Regions from separate parts of the Mus musculus genome. Here all the other regions are linked to region 2. The links are chromatin contacts, called in public HiChIP or PLAC-seq maps. All regions are on one chromosome and are shown on one strand. Each heading gives the region's core, a stretch centred on a gene start, on an enhancer-like site or on the middle of the called end of the contact. The rest is flanking DNA. Distances are from core to core; before and after follow the strand shown.

What was found. HiChIP or PLAC-seq counts read pairs in DNA pulled down with a chosen protein or histone mark.
Region 1: an H3K27ac HiChIP or PLAC-seq map of trophoblast stem cells shows a contact between it and region 2, with 4 times the contacts expected there. The contact joins two enhancer-like sites. A contact is called at or near these places in 22 of 484 Hi-C or Micro-C datasets (embryonic stem cells, extraembryonic ectoderm, stem cell-derived epiblast-like cells and 1 more), 14 of 115 datasets of contacts at active chromatin or transcription factors (differentiating embryonic stem cells, embryonic stem cells, extraembryonic endoderm stem cells and 1 more) and 1 of 9 other capture datasets (embryonic stem cells).
Region 3: a contact with region 2 is called in an H3K27ac HiChIP or PLAC-seq map of embryonic stem cells, with 3 times the contacts expected there. The contact joins two enhancer-like sites. A contact is called at or near these places in 5 of 15 datasets of contacts at CTCF or cohesin (embryonic stem cells, large pre-B cells, pro-B cells and 1 more), 111 of 484 Hi-C or Micro-C datasets (the 63-12 cell line, the AML12 cell line, B cells and 44 more), 31 of 115 datasets of contacts at active chromatin or transcription factors (astrocytes, craniofacial prominence, embryonic basal ganglia and 15 more) and 3 of 9 other capture datasets (adipose tissue, embryonic stem cells and pancreatic islet).

What each region holds. Positions count from the first base shown.
Region 1 is chr12:12,992,590-12,995,289 of GRCm38.p6, reverse strand. Gm35208 (a long non-coding RNA gene) reads right to left here. Exons shown (of 4, transcript XR_381277.3): 2 at 1,792-1,993; 3 at 1,573-1,631; 4 at 941-1,462. Among named protein-coding and RNA genes, the nearest start is that of Gm35208, 6.6 kb to the right of the region's middle. Within about 2 kb of position 1,264, at least 56 of the 459 cell types and tissues checked have an H3K27ac peak or open chromatin away from gene starts, as enhancers often do. A contact at or near this core is called in extraembryonic ectoderm and trophoblast stem cells, where this site is marked.
Region 2 is chr12:12,787,353-12,790,052 of GRCm38.p6, reverse strand. No RefSeq gene overlaps it. Among named protein-coding and RNA genes, the nearest start is that of Gm35104, 23 kb to the right of the region's middle. Within about 2 kb of position 1,277, at least 66 of the 459 cell types and tissues checked have an H3K27ac peak or open chromatin away from gene starts, as enhancers often do. A contact at or near this core is called in differentiating embryonic stem cells, embryonic stem cells, epiblast stem cells and 5 more, where this site is marked.
Region 3 is chr12:12,926,232-12,928,931 of GRCm38.p6, reverse strand. No RefSeq gene overlaps it. Among named protein-coding and RNA genes, the nearest start is that of Mycn, 14 kb to the left of the region's middle. Within about 2 kb of position 1,286, at least 10 of the 459 cell types and tissues checked have an H3K27ac peak or open chromatin away from gene starts, as enhancers often do. A contact at or near this core is called in differentiating embryonic stem cells, embryonic stem cells, epiblast stem cells and 3 more, where this site is marked.

The DNA of each region.
Region 1 (2,700 bases), core at 15-2,514, 210 kb before region 2:
AGACCTGATCAACTAGCAGGCAGGTGGAGTCCCACTATAGTGGTTCATGGAGATGAACCCCACAGTCAGACACTCAGAGAAATAGGATTGGAAGCATGGTAGAAACACACACACACACACACACACATGAGCACATGCTGCAGTGCATGCAAAGATACTTGCCAAAAAGACTGGACGTGGAGGTCATCCTGGCCACGGCGGAAAAGACTCATTTTTCCCGATTGTGAATCACAGAAACAAAGTCCCGGGAGGTCCTGGGGCATCACATCCTCATTCCTGAGAGAGCAGAACCAAGCTTCCCAGGAGCCTAGGTGAGCATGAGGCAGCTTAGAAAGGTGTGACAGAACCTCTTTCTAATCTACTTTGCCCCAAGACTCCTGCCACCTGGAGTTTTATAGCCCCTGCTGTAGATGGTAGTGCACAAAATTTCCTCAGTGCATCATCTTGGGCTCACTGAAGCCTTCTTGGTTAACACCTAAAGACCCCTCTTCCCTCTCCCCAGCTAGCCAATGGGCAAAGCCATCACCACACCACCTAATAGCTGGTTCCAAGTGCCTAGACAGCTGGGCTGATCTCTCCTTCAGTTGTCACAGTGCACACATTCACACACCATTATTGTCCTGATTCACAGATGGGAATGGCAAGGCCAAGAATTGGTTCATCCTTCATTCCACAGATGTTTGGGAATGTTGAGTACAGGCGAGGCTGGGGTTCAGCTGGTCTGTGAGCCCTACCCTCTTAGAGGCTCTGGCGCCTGTCTGAGGACGGGTCCCTGAGGGTAAAACTAACCAAGCCAGAGAAGGCGCAGGAGCCCAAGAAATCTCAGCTGCCTCCCCTGAGATAAGAGTGCTTTGTTGTGCAGGCTATTTCCTGCACTGAGGAATTCCATCTTCAGTTGTTGCACAACTGACCCTGGAAATGTCAAGAATGGTGGCTATTATTTATTAATGAGCTAACCATCTGCATGGCTACACACACACACACACACACACACACCAGCTATAAGCCTGGGACCATAAAAGGGTCTCTCAGTTTGTTAACACTGATGGTTAGAGTATAAGAGCCTCCCTCCATTGCAGGCCTACAGAGTGGCTCAGGATTGCTGGCCTGCTGTGGCCAGAGGAGATACTGCCTCATCCACCCATCAGCTCGTTTCCTGGGGCAACTGGCTTTACTGATTGGAACTCAGTTTTTGCAGGTCCTAAATGAGGACAATGGTCATAGTGCTGCCTATCTCGAGGGTTGGCGGAATGTGAGCAATGTGAGATTCCACAATGCACCAAACAGACGGCAGGGCTTTGTCCTGACTCCATGGGGCAGCAGCAGTCCCCTCTTGAGAAAACTACTTCCAGTTTTTATCTTAGAGGTTCTTTTTTAATCCAGTGCTCAGAAAACACAATTTGTATTATGCTGGTCACAGTTTCCGTGGTCTTGGCTCTTGCTTGTTGGTAGAACTTGGCACCTGTTTTGTTATAAAGAACAAGTGATCAAAAGGACAAGAGCGCACAGTAAGGACAGTGAAACAAAGGCTTGGTTTGAAAGGCAGACAAATCAGCCAGGAGCCTTACTTACACTAGGGAGGCCTGCAGAAAGCTGTCCACCCATAGGAAAGATCTTTCATCCTGGCATTGCTGCTCAAAAGAAAAAAAAACAATGTTTGCTGGTCTGAAAGCCTCATCAAAACCATTCTGAAACAAGAAATCCCAGGTTTCCTGAGTATATTCTTCCCAGGCCTCCTCATGTGAGCAGGCTAATTGTCTCTCTGTCATGGGCTAAACAGCGTCAGCTTACCCAATCCTTCCCGCACGCCATCTATGTTTTTCAGATGAGGAAGTGAGGGCCCAAAGAGGATAAGTCACTTGGTCAGTGTTACTCAGATAACAGCAGAGAATGACCAGGAAGGCAGGATCGGAAGTCTTCCAAGCCCATGTGCTGCAACAAAACTCACTGCTTCTCTTCTGAAGGAAAGGATCCGTTTTGTACCTGGTGACACCTGGATAAACACCAGGTGACAGGGACGGGCAGAGTGAGAGGAGCCTATCAACCGTGACATCCCACACTAGGCCAGAGCTTGTATACCAAGGCTCAGATTTATGGCAAGTCATTTAGAACTTGCTATTTCCTCCACCAACAAAGCCTTGCTTTTCCAGAAGGAACCACCCCAGGGTTCCTTGAATAATGAGCTCTAAAATAGTACTCACCATAACTTTCCAGGAACACAATCTGCTTGCAGGAAGTGGAGGGTGGGGGGACACTATATACTAGGGAATGCAGCTATGCCAGGGTCTCTCGCAGGCCAGAGGCAATCCTCAGAGGCCACCTTAACAGGACAAATCTTTCAGCCACTCTAACTTGTGAATAGCTGTTGCATAGCCAACGGACTCTTTTCTTTATCTCTCATACCAATATACCATCCCTGTCCTGTAAGTGATGCCTAACTCAAGTTTTCATTTCCAGTGACATACAGAAAGGAGCACCTACCCCAGATCACCCTACCCCAGGTCACACTACAGAGAGTCTTTACTTGAGAGTCAATGTTCAAGCATATGACCCAGAAATTTCACTTCCGTGTGTGTGTGTGTGTGTGAATGTATGTATATACACACAAACAAATTAAAATCTGAGATATGAAGAAGTCTATATGCTGACAGGGCATTCATTATTTATCCCAGTGAAAAGGTGACAGACAGCCCAAATATC
Region 2 (2,700 bases), core at 28-2,527:
AGGGATGCCTTGCCATGGGCCCACTGAGACATCCCCTTGCCCCATACCTCACCACACATCCATAGAACAATTTTTTTCTTTATCTTTTTATAAACACATCAGTTACATATTAATTATGTGTTGGGCTGTGAGATGTACCAGGTTCTTGTGGAAGTTTTTACCCTGGCATACATAAGGCAGTCATTCCTGCTATGCCTTCTGCCTTCCTCTTCTCTGGCTACTTCAGGGTTCCAAGAAGCTGCCCTTTTCTGGATGGTCTGGGTGAGGAGTTGGTGACCTTCACACTACTGAGCTTCTTGAGAGAAAACTGTGTGTAGGACACCTCAGGTTTGGGCACAAGCCTTTATAGTGTTGTCAACAAGAAGGTAGCTACCAGGGGCTGGAGAGATGGCTCAGCTGTTAAGAGCACCAAGTGCTCTTCCAGAGGTCCTGAGTTCAAATCCCAGCAACCACATGATGGCTCACAACCATCTGTAATGGGATCCGATGTCCTCTTCTGGTGTGTCTGAAGACAGCTACAGTGTACTCATCATATATATAAAATAAATAAATAAATAAAAATCTTTTAAAAAAAAAGAAGGTAGATACCAGTAGTTAGTATAGCAAAAGTTATATTTTATTACGCTGAGGGTCATCACACAATGTTCACACTAAATTCCTAACTACAGTCCTAAGCTTACCTCTCCACGCCTGCTCACCTGTGTGACAGATCTTGGCTGAAGGTCAGGTTCTGTCTCTAATAGTAGTCTCTGATTCGATTCGAGGACCACAATCCTGGAGAGATTGACTAGCCTCAGGGCAGGTCAAGCTGGCACCTCTCCAGAGGTACAGAGCAGAGCATTGCTCTTGGTCTCTGTTTACATATTTCCTGTCCAGTGGGTGTCGTGGGTTCTAGGACTGTGTCTGAGTGAGTGATGTCGCTGAGTTATGGGAATCAGGTGCAGCCTTAGGAGTAGTGGGGACCCAGACTATTTCTACATGTCTAAAAGACATTTTTTTTACTCTGCTCATTACAGAGAGGGAGTGGAAAGCCTGTAGCTTGAATCTTATGAATGCAACTGGCAGGAGTTGGACATGACACCACAGACTTACTGAGGGCACTTTGCTCTGTGTCAGGCTAGCTTTCTTACATCCTCATGTTTGTAAAGTTAGGCCTCTACCACTGCCAGAGAATATCCACCGGGTCTCAGCCTCGTAAACCCTCAGTACCTAGCACACCTCCAGCATACCACGGCGCTCTGCACTGTTTCGGCAACAGATGGTTGACTGGGCGGGGTCCTGACCTTGCTCTGTCGCTGCTGGGCTGCTGTGACCTTGGGTTGGCTCTGCCTTCCAGCGGGCCGAGTGCCATTAAACCTGCATCTTCTCTCACCTCATTATCACCTAGGCCTGGGGGAGCTTCACCTCGCTGCTAAGAACACCCGGCAGTGCAGAGGACTTCCCTGCCCTTCAGAGGAGGTGAGGCCCCGGCAGGTCTGATCTGGAAACACCCAGCACCTAGGAGGATTGTCAGCACTGTAGGGTTGAAAAAGGCCATCTCTCCATCAGCTCATTTAATAGCCCTTGAAGGGCAGGGTGGATGAGCCCCAGTCCAGGGGGCCTCCATTTTCAGCCCCAACCTCCAGCCTATGCCTTTATCTCCTTGCAAAGATAACACCCTGCTGGCAGGAGCCATAAAGCAGGGAGAGGCTGACAGTTTAGGGTCCTGGGGCGTCAGAGCTTTGAACTCTGCCTTCTGAAGGGATAGGGCTTGCTTTATGGCGAGGCGGCTTGGGGTGGGGGTGGGGGTGGGTGGATGGTGGGAGCAAAGCCATTAGGGCGAAATAAGTTCCCAGGGACCGGGCTCTCGGCACCCTGACTACAAGCATGAAACAACAGAGCCCAGAGAGGTGGGACCAGCAGAGGAAATGGTGTTCCATCCTGGCTTTATTGACTTGTAAACGACAGCATTAAGGATGAAGTCCTCACCTTGGCTGGAAACAGCTGCGCTGCTGCCGCCCCGAAATCTGTGGCTAGCTGGGAGGCGGCCGCCTTGCCGCAGCGGGAGCTAGGTCAGGGGCTGCCCAGTTCTCTTTCCTTTGCCAAGCTGCGGAAAGGGGCCTGTGATCCCTCAGGGAAAAAGGTTTACGAGTGGAAATGTCATTGGCTAAAGCTTTTCTGAAAAGAGAACATTTTCCCCGGAAGTTCTAATAATCACCATTTGCAAAATCAATAGAGGCTTAGAAGCCGCGTCCTGTGGAGGGAGGGGAGGTGGAGCCGGAGGATAGAGCAGAGAGGCTAGAAGTCAGCTTGGCTTCTTAACTACCGTGTGTGTGTAGGATCATACACTGAGTCACCCTGGGCAGATATTCTTGCCTTAAAAACACGCATAGTAGCTGAGTGGTGGTGTCTCATGCCTTTAATCCAGCACTTTGGAAGCAGAGGCCAGCCTGTTCTACAAAGTGAGTTCCAGGACAGCCAGGACAGTTACACAGAGAAACCCTGTCTTGAAAAACAAAACAACAAAACAAAACAAAACAAAACAAACAAACAAAGCAGATGTGGTAATACTCTTCAAAGGACGGCCAAATGGCCCAGGTAAGCTTGGGGGTTGGGAGCCCCTGACTCTGGGAAATGCAGGTGTTTTCTCTCTTCCATTAACAGCACAATGGAATTAACCCCAAAGGACGCAGAAACACAGAATCTTGGCCCCTCTCGTGT
Region 3 (2,700 bases), core at 37-2,536, 140 kb before region 2:
CCAGCACACACACTCAAGGGATGGCTCACGACTGCCTAAAACTTCAGTTCCAGGGGGCTGACGCCCTCTTCTGGCTTTCATAGGCATCTACATTCAAGTGCACACACACACACACACACTTAAAAATAAAATAGAACTCTTAAGCCAGGGCTACACAGAGAAACCCTGTCTCGAAAAACAAAACAAAACAAAACAAAACAAAACAAATCTCTTTTACTGGTGTTCTTTTTCCTTCTATTATCCAGGGTGACTGACCAACCCATCTTGGCTTTCAAACTAAAGGACCTGGATCCTAGGGAACATTGAGGTCCCCTACTCTGCCCTGCCACTCCTCCCCCCCCCCCCCCGACAGTGTTTGCTTCTTCATTGTGCATCATAAATTGTACAGCCACCTTCTGCAGGTCAACCAACTCTGCCTTCTTTGAGGGTCAGCCAAATGATAGGGAAAGGAGTGATTGGCCCACGCCAGGCCAGACTGGGAGGAACATGGACTTGGGGTTGGATAGCCCATAGATTAGAGATCTGGAAACCTTCCAAGGGTAATAAAAGGAGAGAAATCTATTTTCCTTTTCAGAGACATTGAATGTGAAGCTGGTGGGTCTCACATAAATGTCAGGGACCAATTTAACAGCAACAATAAAACTATGCTCCCTCTTCTCGATGCAGCCTTCTCTCTACCCTCCTCTTCCTTCTCCCTCATTTTTCTTGTCTTTTCTTTTTTTTTTTTGTTTTTTTTTTTTTTTGTTTTTTTTGACAAGGCCTTGCTATGTAGCCCCAACTAGCTTAGTACTATGTAAACAAGGCTGGTTGGAACTCACAGCGATTGTTCTACATCAGCTTCCCAAAGGGCTGGAATTACAGGCATGAGCCACCACCTTCTATTTTATTGCTCATGTTCTGCCCGCCTCCCTCCACCCTCCTTCTTTGGACAGGGTTTTTACTCAGCAGCCCTGGCTAGCTCAAAGAGACACACATGTCTTTGCCTCCATGTTTTGGAATGAGAGGCTTATGGAGGCACACTCAGCCTTCTGCTAGCATCCTCTAGCTTCCTCTAGTCTCCTCCTTCTTTCAGTCTTTGTACGCTGCCAAAAGAAACGGTTGTCCGATGAAAGAGCACAAAGCAAGCTGAAAGGAGGTGAGGGAAACACGTAAAATAAAATGCTCCCCCAGTTCCTAGGGAAAATTGAGCCCTACTTAGTAAGAAAAGCTGCAGATTCAGGTACCTGGATGTGGGTCAGGACCTTGATGCTCTAGGATTATACCATCTCCCAGGAATCTTCCTGGGGCTTCCTGTGGTGGCTTTCCACGGTCTCAGGATGAGACCACCTGGGCATAAGCCAGTTGTGGGTGGAGGGGCTGCATTCCTCAGAACTTGAAGATGGATCCCTTCACAAAAAGAAGAGGATGGAAGAAAGTAGACCTTCCAGGAGCCTTTAGCATGGGTATTCACATGGATTTAACTTGGGGACAAACCTGCGGTTAACTTGGTTAGCAACTGCTTGTAAATGGGAGAATCCTTATTCCAGGGGCTGGTGCACATGGGGGAAAAAGACAGAGCAGTCCATGGCCTCCTGAAGGGAATGGTTCTATCATGTTAATGCTCTGCATCTTATTACAGTCAGGACAAAGGGCCTGGAGTTTGGGACTGAGAGTTTGTTTTGGAGTCTTTTAATATGGAGATGACTCTCCTAAGGGGAAGGAAGAGGACCCTGGAGTCAACCCACAAACTTGCTTGGCATGGTGGTGGTGGGGTGTTGAGACTCACCACAGGTGCGGTGCCCCCCAACATTTTCCGGCTTCCCCATTTGCTCATTAAAAAGGCACAGAAATTAGTAAGAGAAATCATGTTCTAGTTCACCATTTTTTTTTAAAGTTGGTTTTGTTGTTGTTGTTGTTGTTGTTGTTGTTGTTGTTGTTGTAAGACAGGGTTTCTCTGTGTAGCCCTGGCTGTCCTGGAACTCAGAAATCCGCTTGCCTCTGCCTCCCGAGTGCTGGGATTAAAGGCGTGTGCCACCACTGCCTTGCTTAAAGATTTTTTTTTATATATATGAGTACACTGTAGCTATCTTCAGACACACCAGAAGAGGGCATCAGATCCCATTATAGATGGTTTTGAGCCACCATGTGGTTGCTGGGAATTGAACTCAGGTCCTCTGGAAGAGCAGTCAGTGCTCTTAACCACTGAGCCATCTCTCCAGCCCTCGTTCACCAATTTTATAAAAAGCCAGACTTCCTAATCTCTCCTGAGCCACTTTACACTTCCCCTGAAAGGGGCTTCACAGAGATTGTCAAACTCCAGCCTTTTCTCTTTTCACTTTGCCAGAGGACATACAGGTGTGAGCTTGGTAATGACATTGGTAGGTAGGGGCAGGGGGGTGGGGGGGGGGCTGGGGGGCGTGGTGAGGAATGGAAACAAGGACTTTGGTGCTACTGATGTCTGTCTCTCTGCCTATCTCTTGGTGTTGTAGTCAGGGTCACCATTGCTGTGATGAAACACCATGACCAAGGCAACCTGGGGAGGAAATGGTTTATTTAGCTTATGCTTCCATCATTCAAAGAAGTCAGGACAGGAACTCAAACAGGGCAGGAACATAAAGTCAGGAGCTGATTCAGAGACCTTGGCGGGGTGCTGTTTACTTTGTTCAACTTGATTTCTGATAGAACCCAGGACCTTCAGGCAAGGGGTGGAACCACCCACAA